Regions from separate parts of the Mus musculus genome. Here region 2 is linked to region 1. A link is a contact called in public promoter capture Hi-C data. All regions are on one chromosome and are shown on one strand. The core of a region is the stretch at or near the end of the contact, and the rest is flanking DNA. Distances in the headings are between cores, read along the strand shown. Region 1 has its middle 220 kb from the start of 4933416E03Rik. Region 2 has its middle 5.3 kb from the start of Gm826.

The links. Promoter capture Hi-C pulls out the DNA fragments that hold promoters and counts their contacts.
Region 2: a promoter capture Hi-C map of liver shows a contact between it and region 1. The contact joins two enhancer-like sites. A contact is called at or near these places in 1 of 39 promoter capture datasets (liver) and 1 of 115 datasets of contacts at active chromatin or transcription factors (embryonic stem cells).

What each region holds. Positions count from the first base shown.
Region 1 is chr2:159,728,138-159,735,763 of GRCm38.p6, forward strand. No RefSeq gene overlaps it. Among named protein-coding and RNA genes, the nearest start is that of 4933416E03Rik, 220 kb to the right of the region's middle. Within about 2 kb of position 4,449, at least 53 of the 459 cell types and tissues checked have an H3K27ac peak or open chromatin away from gene starts, as enhancers often do. A contact at or near this core is called in liver, where this site is marked.
Region 2 is chr2:160,328,952-160,336,577 of GRCm38.p6, forward strand. It overlaps Gm46773 and a transcript of Gm826 not described here. Among named protein-coding and RNA genes, the nearest start is that of Gm826, 5.3 kb to the left of the region's middle. Within about 2 kb of position 3,315, at least 18 of the 459 cell types and tissues checked have an H3K27ac peak or open chromatin away from gene starts, as enhancers often do. A contact at or near this core is called in liver, where this site is marked.

The DNA.
Region 1 (7,626 bases), core at 3,199-5,698:
CAGATCTCAGTCTCCCTTTGTCTAGAAACAGGACATAAGAATCCTAGCAAAGTGACCTTTCCTTGGCATTTGTCCTTTTCAAAGGATGTTGAGTCATTTTTCTCTAATGTGATGGAAAATAGTGTTTTTATATAATAAGAATTAGAACCTTGAGTTCTCCCATGGAGGAAGTTGTCCTTGTGAAATTGCCATCAAGAGCCAGTCTGGATGAGGGCAGAAGAGATTGAATGCAAAAATAGCTCATAATTCCCCCCACCCCCCTGCATCCGCTTCCCTTGTAATGTGACATTACAACTCCTCTTGTCAGGATACAGCATACTTCTCTATACCCTTAAGTCAAAGAGCTTTTGTGGTTTTCTTTAGTAATAGACTGTGATACGAGTGGCATTTTCCCCTCCTGAGGCTCTGCACATCTGTCTTCTCTCTTGAAATTCTTGTTTGTCACATCACTCTGTCCACAGCTTTCTGCGAGATGGTGTGCAGCTTGCACATCCAGAGTCACTGCTCAGCCAACCATACTATGGAGGTCATTCTAGATCAGCCAACCCCCTACATGACCCAGCAGGTGTCTGCAAATGCATTGAAAAAGCCAACAGAGATCAGTAAAACCCAACCCCAATCTGCTAAGGCATCCATCTGACACCCTGATGAGGTCCAACAGTAAATGTTTAAATTCTTGCATATTATTCTAGCAATAGCTAACAGATGTACCCACAAGAAGAAATTGATCAATTGACACAAAACTCTTAAAGACTACAGGAAGAATTTCTGGCAGGTACAAGAATTGAACACTGTTTAGGCGGCTCATGGCTACAAGGGGGGATGGTGTTAAAAATAAGAGAGAGCAGGGGGCGAGGGGAGGAGAAGAACTGATCATCCAGTCTATTCTCTTAACTATGAAAAAAGACCACATAAATGTGTACATTTGGCTATACAAATGTGAATGTGCACATATGGGTATATATGCCACCCATTTATGCGGTATATGGGTAGACAGGGTCCTCGTTGTTTTGCAGAAATTAAAGCTAGAACTGATCATTTCTATTGGGAAAAGTGATGTGAAGACACCATGTTTGGAAGTCAGAGCCTCCGACAATGAGCCGGCTATGGGAATTAGACTCTTTCTATTTCTATTCCTTCATGTCCGTTCACACAAAAATTACAAAAGTGTGTTAGGACTTATGTGTATGATTGAGTTCATTGGGTTGGAAGGAAAGAGAGAGAGGCAAGATTAGCTTCATTTCTGTCAGAACAGAACCCTGCAGCTGTTGTCTGGAGAGCAACCCTCTCATGTATTTGTCAGTGAAGGGGGGTGGTGGTGGTGGTGGATCAGGCCCCTTGGAACACCTAAGCCTTATCTCTTGCACGTCTCACAACCGTGCAAAGCAGTCATCCGTTATCTGTGTTCTATTTAAAAGTGGAGCAAGTTTCAGAGACACTAAAGAACATACAGAATTTCACACAGCTGTTGAGTGATAGATGGTATTTTAAGTCCAGGATTTCTTGACCACAGACCAACAGTTCATTCAATCCCATCAGAACTGTCAGAAACACTCATTCTGCACATCAGGTGTACCCACCAGCTGTTTATTGTTGTTGCTGAGAGTTAAGTATAACACCTCCCTTAGCAACTGCAAAGGCCCTTGGTTACCTGTGATGTTTAACAGCCACTCTCTGCATGAACAGCTATGGAAAGCTTCATCCTGCACCATCTCAGGTTCATGATCATTTCTGTCTGAGATAAGACAACAGGAAGGATGCCTTGGCACTGACTTGGAAGCTCCCTGACATGCATTGGTCAGACACAGGCTCTCGGAATTACGAGGGACGTGAATCCTGCAGGTGGTTGACAAATGTCTATTACAGCACTCATTCATCAGGAATATTTCACAGTTTATGCCTGTAGACTGTACCCTCAGGCAACATAGTATACTTTGCTTCAGGCAGATAACTTTTTTCATTGTATGCATTTAAACATAGCCCCCCCCCCCCCCCACACACACACACACACATACACCTTCATGGAACTAATATACTAGATCACAGGATGCAATCCAAAGCAGTTTAATTCCCCCCTAAGCCCACATTCGCCCGTATCTGAGCACCTATCCAGGCCCTTCCCCCATACACTGGGTTAACTTTTAGGAAGACCACAGCATTTATCTCTTCTCTTTGAGATAAACAAAGTTAACTCTGCCTGCTGGAACTGCCTGTAATCGTCTCTGGTTGGTGATGACTGTGTCCTCGGAGGGCAATGATCATAGCCTTGACCCTCTGCTCTCATCTGACTCTGCAGCAGGTTGGAAATACACAGAAGCGGGACACAAACCTGATCTTCTTACTAACACCATCCGCCCTCTGCCATGTCCTGTATTAACTTCCCAGTCTCTTGCTTACACAGGAGAAAGATGACAGCCCAAAGGCTTGGAAATGCCGTATCTGACTGGCACCTGTGCACACTGGGTTTCCTTGGCCTCGGACAGATTTTTACAATTCATTTTGCCTCTGACGGGTTATTCTTATGGGGATTCTACCTGAGCCCCTTGGCACAAAGGATCTATTTCCCAACTGGTCTTATGAGAGAAAACCTTTGGCTTCTTTAAATGTGAACGGTTTGTTTATTTGTTTTCACCATCCTCTAACTTCAGGTTTGCAAGACTATCCGTGTTTTTCATTACAAACACAGCTTTATTAGAGGTTAGCTCTCTTGACACCAGTGCAATCATTATGTGCCTTTATAGGCTAATGTGACTGTGACAGGAGTTTCTTATGCTTATTAGGACTTCATATTTATGAAAATTGCACTTATTAGCATTGTCTCTAGATCTGGTTATTTAATATGTTAAGGATTTTTGAAATATTTTGATAACCATGCTTAATGGGAATTGCTTGTTTTGCGATTCCCATGAATGAAATTTATGCATTAAAATCAGCAATCTGAGGACTGGTGATCACTGCATTTTGTTGAGTTTGCACTCTACCTTAAATCATCTCTGCTCTTGTCCTATGTTCCTCCCTAGCAGCTTTGCAAGCAAAATACCCTTAAGGGATGAAGGTCACTACTCTTTCTCCAGCTCATATGGCTGACGTCTCCATGGGGAGCATGTAGTATGACCAGGGCTTGGAAACCATGCAAGAATTCCCTGGCCACAATTCCTACTTGGTTTGCTGTGGAGGTCTGCTAGCCTGCTGGGGCACACTAGAAGAGCATCTTCTCTGTGTATGTGTTAAGGTGCTCTCAATGTAATTGGTGAATAACATGCTCTGAGCTCTCCCTAAGCTCCCAGCCAATGCCTTTGGCTTTCCAGCCTCCTGCCAGGGCTCCAGACCTCCCACTATTTGGGAACCTAAGAGTAAATACTTGGCAAAGCAGAACACTGCAGGAGCTGACTCCAGTTGCATAGTTGATTTCAGTTCTCATTTGTCAGTGCTTGGGCCTCACTGGTTGCTGGAACCCTTTGGCATATCCACTCTGTTCACAGAATCCAAAGGAAGAAGTGAAGCTCTCCTGATGGGTCTTTCCAAGCTGCCACTAGGTGGGGAACAAAGGGACATATGTCCTACTCCTTCTTCTCAAAGAGCAGAAATATTCTGGTATATTTCCCTAAACATATCACATTTTAGTTAATCACAGTGCTCCAATCTTAGACTTTTCAGGTAGCCTTTGGTACACATCTGTATGGCTCATACTACACATATATTCATTGAAGTTATTTCAGGCAACATGTGATCTCACACACACACACATACACACATCTATGATGGGATCCATAGAAGAATATTGAACTATAGGGGCTTTAGATTCGGTGTTGGCCTTTGGAGATATGTGTAGAGGGACCATGAAACTGGGAGGCAGAGAAAACTAACAACGTAAGGCCTCCAATCTAAAGACAGAGTCCACTAATCCTGAGTTGCACTTCTGGCACGGGACGGTGGCCCTCCCACTTCTCAACCGGGGGATTCTTTGCTACCTGCCTGCCCACCCAAGGGCCCAGCCTCAGAATAACCCTCAGCCCTCATCTGATCTGTTACCAAAGAGACAGAAATAAGGAGGCTTGAATGCAGCACACACACTGATTTCCTGGGTAGCCAGTTTGTGTCTTTCATGTCTCAGTGCTATTTTGAGGGAAAAACAAAAACAAACAGACGAATTTACTGAACAGGAGGAAAGGGCTGCTTCATTTGTTGCTAATGGGTGCTCTAGGCTTTGTGGGTTTGCCTCTTGGAGGGCAGGCAGTTGTCTCCCAGCCAGAGTCCTCCTGACTCTGGCATTTAACAGGGTCTGCCTTCAGTGTCTTAGCCAGGGTTTCCTTTGAGAGTAAACAGCCCCTTACTACTTACTGCCTTTTACACCACCAAGAAAATGAGATTACTCTGAGAGGAGACAGCAGCTCCAGGCTGCTGTCGAAAGGGCGCTCTGACTGTTTGTTTGGCTGAAAGGCACCACACAGCACAGCTCAGGCTTGTTTAAAATTAGCTTCCCCCATAAATCACTTGCACAATGAAGTGAAGTGCCTGCCTCTGCCCTCTGACATATTTGTGTCTCTGTTTATTTTTAATGATGACATGGCTCTTTCTGTCTCCAGTTGGCTCTGTATCTTCCACATTCCCAAACACTAAAATCAGTGCCAAATGAGCAAAATCTAAGAAACGGCAGGGAAAAAGGATTTCCTTTGCTTGAAACGCAGAAGATGGTGGAGAACCTGAGTAAGGCCCTTTCTGCCTTAACCAGATTATAATGCCCTAAAAAGGTTTCTATGGGGAAGACAAGGGAATGATGACAGTGACAACATTAAACATGTAGATACAACAGTCATACACAAAAAATGAAATATTTTTAGAAAGAAAAATAAATGCAAACAAATATAAACATAGATGATAGATAGATAGATAGATAGATAGATAGATAGATAGATAGATAGATAGATAGATAGAGGATGGATGGATAGATAGATAGGTAGGTAGATAGTCAAATATGTGATCCTCTGAAGAGCATAAGAGGTTAGTGGAGGGACACAGTGAATATGTAGTTCATTAGCAAAACCTTTCAACTTTGATATCCATATGGTTTTTTTTTTTCTTTTACAAGTAGTGTGATCAGAGTTTCTGCCCTAAAGCCTTGGGAGAACTAGAGGCCTGCTACTTCTAAATGAGTATACAATCTCATAGTTGTCTCCAATCCAAATTTTATTTTAAAAATCTATTTATATAGAGCTAACTTCAATAATTTATAATGGGAAAGACACGATATTTGACCCAGCGATAAGTCCAAAATATAGAATATTCTTAGAGACAGGGCAATTTTATTAGACATGTCACCACCTTTCCAACTTAAAAACTCTATCTGCTAGGAAAAGCTCCCAGAACAACTTTCCCACCCATCGCACAGAACACAAAGAAAGAGAAGCAAAGTAGCCACCAGGACTAAAACTCACGCAGGAGGCCAGAGTCAAGAGTCAGGGGTGTCAAGGAGATGATAGCCAACTTGGGTGGACCCGCCATTTATTATTACAAATAGGTAATTTACTCAAAAACTCTGATTGGAAGTGAAAAGTGTTCTGCGAGGGTTCTTTCTTGTGAGTGCAGTCTCTGTGAGGCAAGGATGATATTCATTTTCTTATTGCAATTTTTGGTAGTAGCATCATTGGGAAACCACCTGTAGATCTAGGAAGGAGAGGTATTCGCTCACTAGGTCACAGTACCCCGTAGCATACGGCAAGGGTGCAAACATAAAATTGCAGTATCGCTGGACCGCAGGGATGATGCCCTGAGTTTCTCTCGCCTGAGCATTGACTTCAGAGATTCAGCTATCCCTGCACTGCTCTGATAGTGCTCTGCTTAAGGAGAGCTGGTTAGAGCTTAGGCACTGCTCTAGAAGAAGCACAGTTCATTGTCTTCTCAGGAAAGAAAGTCAACTCCTCCCATGGAGAAGGGTGCGAAGATTAAATCGTAACCACATATATAAGGAGAGCCAAGTGAAAGTGATTCTCATAAATCAAGATTATCTACTCATTTGCTGACAAACAGTAGCCTTCAATAAAATTCTTTCATCTTGGGTAGATAATATGAAAAGTACTTTTAAGAATTGAGCATAAGAATAGCTATAGGAAGTAATCTATAACGAAAATGGTTAGCAATAAGGTGATAAAAGATAAAAAGGAAGGATATGAACATATATCAAAGTAGTGAATGACTTTGTCTCAAGGAAGTAAGGCAGAGAGCAACAGATGAAGACAGCCAGCATCTCCCTCTGGCCCCTGCATGTGTGTGCACACATGTGTACACACATACTCAAGTGAAGGAAACACACACAAACACACACACACACACACAGAGTATGACCATGGAGTCTATGTTTGAGTCAGTAAGAAGCCAAATCCATATTGTATGAACTCAAGATGAGGACAAAACTCCGAGTTTGAGGTCTCTAAAAATACAGGTATAATGTCAAAGGAAGAGAAGGGAACAGGACACAAATGAATGCAGTTTTGAAGCAATACCGGAATGGTTAGGGGAAGACAACAAAAACAAAACAAAAAAATAATAAATAAATAAATCAAATCAGAGAAAAGATCTTATAGTGCATTGCCAAGGAGTTCATGACATTTCAGGGAAGTCAGTGGGTGGGAGCCAAGTGTGGTTGTGCGGAGAGCCGTGCACAATAGGCTCAAAGGTTAAGAAAACGAAAATTGGAAACTTTGGATAATTTGCCCAAAGCCAAGAGTTAGAAAGGACAGGCAGAAACTTCAACGTATGAATTATATATTAGACTCAGCCAGCTTGTGGTGTTACCTGGAAATGCTAAATTAAGCTGTGTAAATACAGTGGGCCTCAGCTAATTCAAACACCTTCCATCCTTCCTGGGCAAAGACTAAATGTCTTATTTGCTTCGTTCTTCTCTGTAGCAAATGTTAATAGTGGACACCCTGCTGGACACTTTAATATAGCTCCTCAACCCAGACTATACAAAGTCTAATAGTGTATGTAAAGCATTCCCATGACACATGTTACATACGCTGCTAAGCTGTGCTGAGACAGACCATCAGAAACTGTTGTTTGTGTTTCCTTATATTTTCCCTGTGTATTTATCACTTTTTGTTCTTCCTGTTTCTCCTGGCATTTTGTACCAACCATCTGGGATCATTTTGTAACTTCCATTGGTAGCATCTGCTTGTGCTAAACTATCTCCATTGTTCTTGGCGCTAAAATGTCTTCATTTTACCTTCATTCTTAAAATGATACCTTGCTGTGCAGTTTTAGCATAGGAGTGTGGTTGCTTCCTTATTTTTTATTATTTTTCAGGAAATGGTAAGCTTGACCTTTTCTTCTGGTCTCTATTGTAGCTGTTGAATAGTCAGCAACCCTGCTCGACTGAAGAGAACATGACTATTCCTCCACCCCCTCATGGTTTTTCTTCTCCTTTTACAGTTGCTGTAATGTGCCTAGAAGATTATTTTAAGAGACCTATTTATTTTTATTTTATGTGGATAGGTGTTTTGCCTACAAGTTATGTCTATGCACTACAGGAATATTGTGTTCACCAAAGTCAGAAGAAAACATAGAGTTCTCTACATATAGCTATGCATGCAGATGTGAGGCTCCACGTAAGTGCTGGGGTCTGAATCC
Region 2 (7,626 bases), core at 2,065-4,564, 600 kb after region 1:
AAAAGGGGTCTGGAGATCAGAGTCAGCGAGGCCTCAGGACTTGGAAGAGAGCCAAAGGTACTAATGGTCAGCCAGCCAGTCCCTTGCTTACCCAGCATCCCCACTGGAGAAGAGAGGCCTCCCTGGCCCTTCAACTCCCATGGAGGGCACCAGGAGCCCTTGGGACTCAGGGCCAAGCTGGGGGCGGGGTGTTCCCCTAATTGGCCTGCTTGTGTTCACCCAGCAGAGGAAACAGCCAGCCGCTGGCTTCAGCCTCCAAACGACAGGAAACGCCATGGAGGGCTACTTGGGCAGTAATTACTACTTTGAGAAAGGGGGGAAAAAAGCTGAGGAAGAAACATTTCCACCTCAGATAATCTGCTCACTGGGGGGATGGGAGGGTGTTCCATGGAAGACATTTTGAAAAGCCTTCAATCAACCTGACAAGCAATTGTCTGTTTAGCTGCTGGTACAAATCCCCCAGAAGGAGAGGTCCCCCTCCCAGGGAAACAGAAACCCTAGGCCAACACTCAGTCACTGTAGCCTATCTCCCTAACAGCCCAGAAGAGTAAACCATGACAGTTATGACCAGCCTGGGAATCTCAGCTCCAGGGGTAGCCATAGCTAGAGGGGAGGGGCTATCTGTCTCTGCCCTTGTACATTTCACACTCACGGGTGTACACATTCACATATGCACACTCTTCCCAGTGTGGCCACACATCTGGTCTTGTGTGTTGTAGAATAAGAACATTTCAAATATTTTTGCCTTCTCCCAAGCAACCATAAACATTCTTATGTCATTAATTCGTTCAACAAAATTTCTTCTTTTTTTTTTTTGAGAAAGAAAATTTATTAGGACACTGGTGACAAAGACATCCACAGATTTCAGAATATGACTGAGAAGAAAGGCCATTGTCATTGACTTACTGTCTCCAAACCTCATTTGGGAAGAAGCAGAGAGAACTGGAGAGAGCCTGGCTCAGAACAGTAGAGAGCCCAGTTCATATCCGGAGCAAGCAAGCAGCCTGGAGTCAGAGCACTTTCCTTCTCTGCCTGCTCTAGCCCAGGGCTCGCCCTCTGATCATCTCTCCCAGGTCCTGAGTGTAACTCTTGCTCAGGAGGCGTATGGGAATTCTTCACTACCACCGTGTGGGACAGAGAATGGGCAGGGACTTGATCAGGGCTCTGTACAAAAGGAGACTCACCCCTGCCCTGACAAGTTCTGCACAGAGCTAAGTGAGGCCCCAGTAGCACAAACTAAAGACTGACTTAGCTGGTCCCTGGCCCTTAGCCCTAAGCACCTGTGTCTGTTACACACAGACCCTTTTACAACTGCACTCCATCATGACCTATTCATGGGCTGAATCCACCAACTGAGGCTCCTGCATCCCGTGTTAACTACCATGGATAGTAGGGAGTACCGCATTTACTACATTCACCACATTTATGACACTCATCACATTGACGACACTCACAACACTCACCACACTCATGACACTCACCACACTCACAAGCTCCTCTTTGCACATTCTATAGTGTCATGCACACACTTGTACATAGCACCTGGACGCTGGCCTTCCTACACATGTGCTCACGTGACTTTTTCATGTCGTACCACACAGTCTCACACCAGAGACAACACACACACTTTCTCTCTCTGTCTCTTTGTCTCTCTCTCTGTGTGTGTCTCTCTCTGTCTCTCTGTCTCTTTCTCTCTGTCTCTGTCTCTCTCTCTCTCTCTCTCTCACACACACACACACACACACACACATAGACATTTGCATATGGCATTACCAGAGTCACTTCATGCTCCTTTCCACTCCTTACACTCACTCCACACACAGCCAGAGAGCCCTGTCTACACACACATGTTCAGATGTCAGCCTCAGATACCTGGCACCCCCACTGCTATGTGAGTGCATATAGCAGATGCATTGCCCACACTCATTCATACTTTTCTTTGTAGAATCAGCACACATACACCACAAATACAGCATACATGTTAAACATATATATCACAGATACTGCACATACCAGACACTATATACATACTATATACCATACATACTGCATACAACACACATGCCAAAAACACATACCATATACTACACATACCATACACCATGAGATACATACTACATTCATACTATGAACCATAAACAAACAACATACATGTCACACATGCCTTATAAATGCCACATGCCCCATACATGCCAAACATCCATGCTAATACACTACATATACCATACATATCAGATGCATACCATATACTTACCACATATCATAAACACCACCACTACAAGCACATACCACATACACTACATACAACACAAATACCACACATGTTGTATACATATAACATATATACTATACATACCATATACATACCACATGTATGTTACATATCACTACACAAACATAGACACAGCATATACACCAAATACCACACACCACCAGTATAGATGCATTCACCATATATACTACATACAACATACATACCACATACACTATATATTCCAGACATACCAGACTTGTTGTATATACAGAACATACCACCATTATAGACATATATATTACACATAATATATATATATATATATACATATATCATACATGCCATACATATATACAACACACCTTATATATCATGTACAGATCATATACACCACCATTCTATACCCACATACCACACATACCCCAAACATACCACACATATATACCACATACATCAACACATATACACACTACCACTACAGGGATACATGCAACACACACTCTTGCAGGGAAGGAAAGATACAGGAAGAAAGAAACCATAGGCCCAGTGAAGGCCCAGAAAGGGAGGTAAACGTCCACAGGGGTGCTGTGCCCCAGATCGGTGCAGAGTTGAGCAAGTGGCACAGAAAGCTTGCACCAAACAAGTTCCTGAGCATCTAACAGGGAGGACCAAGGAAAAAGTGAGCTGATACATTGGAAAGGGCTCCTGGTCCTGAGGAGGCCAAAGAAGGGAGATCAAAGGGATGCAGGGACAGCTAGGATATCAAAGTATCAGGGGACAGAACAGATGGCTGATCTAGTGGCATCTTCGCCCTCCCTGAGGGAATCCATTAGTGGGCTGGTCCTGAGCAACACCACATGCATGCCCCTCTCCACTGACCTGTGTGCCACCAGAACACTCTGTAGGTGAAGAAGCAGAAGTTCAGCCAGGTGAAGTGACCTGCCCTGGGCACGGTGATTAGCAGAAGTCGGTATCAAGCCAAATGCTAACACTAACTCCATGCCACTAACCATGGCATGGGGATATCAATAGCCTGAATGAACTGCTCCCTGTAAAAGGGAAAGACAGAGCAAAGGCCAATTCAAGTGAACACTGCTCCTGTCTGCAATTGAATCTCTGAACCCATTGGAGGTGGCGCTGTAAGCAAAACCAAATGGCATGCTGGGAAACCGGATGGTAGATGTGTGAAAATAAGTGCCCCCACCATTTGCGTTTGGGCCTTGGTTATACATCAATAACTACACCCCAGTACAGTCAGGTGGTCTACACACACAGTGAGCTTGGAGCAGAAGGACCAATCCCAGATCACAGTCCTTGATGTTAGGGGCACAAGCACTGCAGCCCTGAGCTGGGAGATCTCACCCCTCCTAAGAGCCTGTTCCCTGGATAGATTATAACCTGACCCAGCTACACGTTAGGGACCCTACAGCACCTACATATCCAGGACAGCTGCTCGTCACTCAGAGAGACACACACGGCCCGTGTTATCTCTCATGGCCATCAGCGGGGACACTGGAGGAACTTGCGTGTAGGTACAACACAATGATCCTGCTCTCTGGCACAGGAGGGAGGAGGCTGTTTGCCTTCCCAGGACATTTCATTTTGCCTGTGTTTGGCAAGACATATCTGATACACTGGCAGGCAGGCACATTGCTCACTGTGTCCCCACGGTGACACACCTTGCGTTTTATGACCAGAACAACCCGGGTACAAGATCAGCCCCAAGTTAAACCCCACCCCTCCCCCATCCCCCACCCCAGTGTGCTGTAGAACTGCAGGAACTCCCCACTTGCAACAGAGCTGGGGCAGACACCAGCAGTCTGTCCATCCAGCCATCTCTTTCATCAACATTTATAGCCGCCTACCTGCACCCAGCCCTGTGCTGGGCCCTGGAGATGCCAGGACACATAAGACACTGTTCCTTCTCCTTAGAACTCAAGGTCCAAAGGGCAAAACAGGAGATGTGATACCCTGAGGAGGGGCAGTGTGGCCAGGCAGGAACATTGGCAGTACACAGAACTGGGGTCAGATTCCAGCTCTGTTCCTTCCTCACGATTTAACCTTGGCAAGTCGCTTGTCCTCAGCAAACCTCAAACTTGTCCTGGTGTGATGAGGGTGATGGGGATACCAATTTCCTTGTGTTGCTGGAAAGATAGCACTCAGCACTGCTTGTAAAGCACTGTCCACCAGGGCTGGTACCCCAAGGCTTACCATGAGCACCAGCCAGTGTCATTATTCAAATGTGTATGATGCCTATCAGGCCTTGACGGGAAAGTTGGGCCAAGCAAGAGAACCCGTATCGGGAGCCCTCTGTGGATGTCAGAGGCAAGATTTCATCACTCACTCGCTCAGCAAATGTTCCTTGAGAGTCCTCAAAGTGCCGAGGCCAGCACGAGGGGTAAGGTTATCCCACAAGAGGGTGCGGTAAAAAAGACGCGGACGTGGCCATAGAGTTGGGTAGCTGGGAAGGGAGTTACCCTGAGAACAGACCAAGCACCAACCAAGCGAGGGCTGTAAGATCTGTAAGAAAGGTGGCACGGAGGAAGGCAAAGGAAGCAATCCTTTGCCAGCTGGAGAGGTCAAGAAAGGCTTCCAGGAGGAGGAGGAGAGGTTAGCATAGTACTTCAAGCATGAGAAAGTACTGTGGCGCCCCCTTTTTAAGTCCAAGCAAGGGGTGTATTCTCTAATAACAGATACCTTGATACCTTCAATGTCACAAGAAGAGAGGCCACCAGCAGATTTTCCTTGTTGCTTATCCAGAATACAGATACACGCGTGTTCCAGGAGCTGTGTTACCAGGAATCAGAGCAGCCTTCAAGAAGCTCACCTCAAGGTCAGCCTGAGAGGAAAGAGGCAGAAAGGCCTTCGAAGGGGCCTTCTGAGCACAAGCAGGGAGTCGCACAGGGCAGACTAAAGGCACAAGGATTCCGGCCTGGAGAGGCCAGTGAGGTCAAAGCAAAAGAGAACAGAACATGCCCAGGCTCCCAGCTAACCTTTAGCCCACAAGGACAGCTTCCACTAATCTCAGCAGCCAAAGCCAAGTTGGGAACCTGGGTCTGCCTGTTCCCAACACTTGGACACTGTGTCAGATCCACCAGAGGTGTTCTGGGTCTCTGCTGGGGTTTGAAAAATTCTCAACACACATCCCCACCTCAGATGCCCTCAGTGTTCTTGCCTGAGCCATGCCAAGCCCCCTTCCCTGAGGTGTGTGGCTGCTCTAGGCTTCACTCCACACCCACATCCCAATGCAGACACCCACACACCATGGCCCAGCCCCTGCCTCATCCTTTGGCTTATCTGTCCCATATTTACAGCTGTCACCAGGACCTACTGTTAAGTTGCCTGCCCGCCCGGGGAAGCCCTTGGCTGACATCCATCCCAGGAAGCCGTATTAGCAACTTCATTCACCAGGGTCAGTCTGGACTCCCATTGTGTGCTGTAAAATCATTTGTTTACTTCAGCTTTGGAGGCAGCCCTGCTTTAGGACGACAATTATTACTGTCTGGCAGGGCAGACAGTGCACATGCCTTTTGCAGACACATAGCCATGGTACTTTTTGCACATTGTAACAAAAGACTTGCCTTACCAATACCACCCAGAAAATACCCGATACTATTCCAATCGGAGTGTGAACTCACTGGAACACATGTGACACAGATACATATGCACAGATATATGTGTACATTTGAACTAACAAAAAGGAAAGTGAGTTAAATTAAAAAGAAATCACAACCTACGTAGCAAGCTAAACAACAAACAGTAATACTCAAGGCTCGTAAGGTGGTGTGGAAATTTCTAGACAGATAAGCTTTGCTAGAAGCAAAGTAAACAAGAGCCTTTATGGAAGGTAAATTGGAAAATATGTATCATGGACCACAAAAAGTGTTCCTTTCCCCAAGACCCACCAACTCTGCTTCTGTGAATTTATCTGAAGCAAATGAAACAAAAAAGGAGACATATTCTGTGTTCATAAAGAGGTGTCTACCAGAACCTTAAGCTGGGGGAAAATGAAAGCAAAACTCAGTGGCAGTTTGATGACATCACAGGAAACCATTAACGGGATAATGGTTCATCTGGAATGGGGAACAGGGCACTGTGGCACTGTGGCACTGTGGTCCAGACCAGCATGGATGAGCTGGGTCCTTGCTGCACTGCTAGGCTGCCAACCTCATGAGACAGGGTTGATCCCCCACCCTCTGTCTTCCAAACATTCAGTTGGGTTCTATGTTGTTTTTATAGTTTCTTTTAATTAGAGCTAACAAATGATTGTGCTTTGCCAAAGAACTACAAACAGAGCTTAATTAGCCAGAGCGGCTTTCACAAGACCCTCCGTCTGTCTGGGTCTTGTTTCCATCTTCTTTAAGATCATCTATCCCATAAACGGAGTGTGGGAAGTAGCCCTGGGAAGGCTTTGTATGTCTTTGTACATCTTTAAAACAAGGGTAAGGAGGAATGGCATAGTCAAAATACTGACTTCATGGCTGTTACGTATTAACACCTATCCATTAAGTCTGGTGCTCCCAACTAACCTGCAATGGGTGTTGTCATCCCATTGCAGAGATGAGAAAACTGAGGCTTCCTGAGCAAAAGGAACTTTTTCCAGGAGAGATACAGAGGGTGGGAAGAGGAGAATTCAAATACAAATCTTTCCAGCTCTAGTCTCCGTTGTTCATGAAGTTTTCAAGCCACATGGATTGTCTTTCTCAAATGGGTTTAAGTGAAGAAGGTAGAGGACATGACAAGAAGGAAACCCCAGGCAGCCTATTCAAAATGCCTGGGAAGCACTTCTGCCTTGGAAGAACATAGCTTTCTTCACCATGCAGAACCCACTGAGACCAAGAACTCCAAAAGAAAGCATCCACTGTACCAAGAACCTACCTCAGCAACCACAGAAACAAACCCTGAGAAAAAAAAACTAGGACCAGAGTATTGGTGACTGGCTTGTGGCAACATTGAGCTCCATCCTTAGATGCCTGTAAATGGACCTGCTCTGGGACACGTTATGGGGACCTTGGGTGTCTGGGTGTCCCATTCCCTCACTTGCAGCTAGGCCAGCACTCTGGCTCCTGTCCACAGCACACTCCCCACATATCTTCAGACTCCCAGCCCTGGGCCTCTTTAAGCCTATAATTACCCACAGTGCCCGACTTTATGGGTTCCTAAGAGGGAAGACCAGTAGCAAGAAGAAGTTCCTTGAAGGAGAACTGGCCCAACACACTCTCTTCCTTCCTGCCCAGAAGGAGCTTCTAGAGCATGCTCAGCTGAACCCAGCAAACGCCGTCTTGGCTTCTAAATCTTTCACAAACTTCCCTAGCCTCGAGTCTTCCGTGTCTGCCCAAGGTGCTAAGGTGAAGCACAGATTGTCCTCTGTA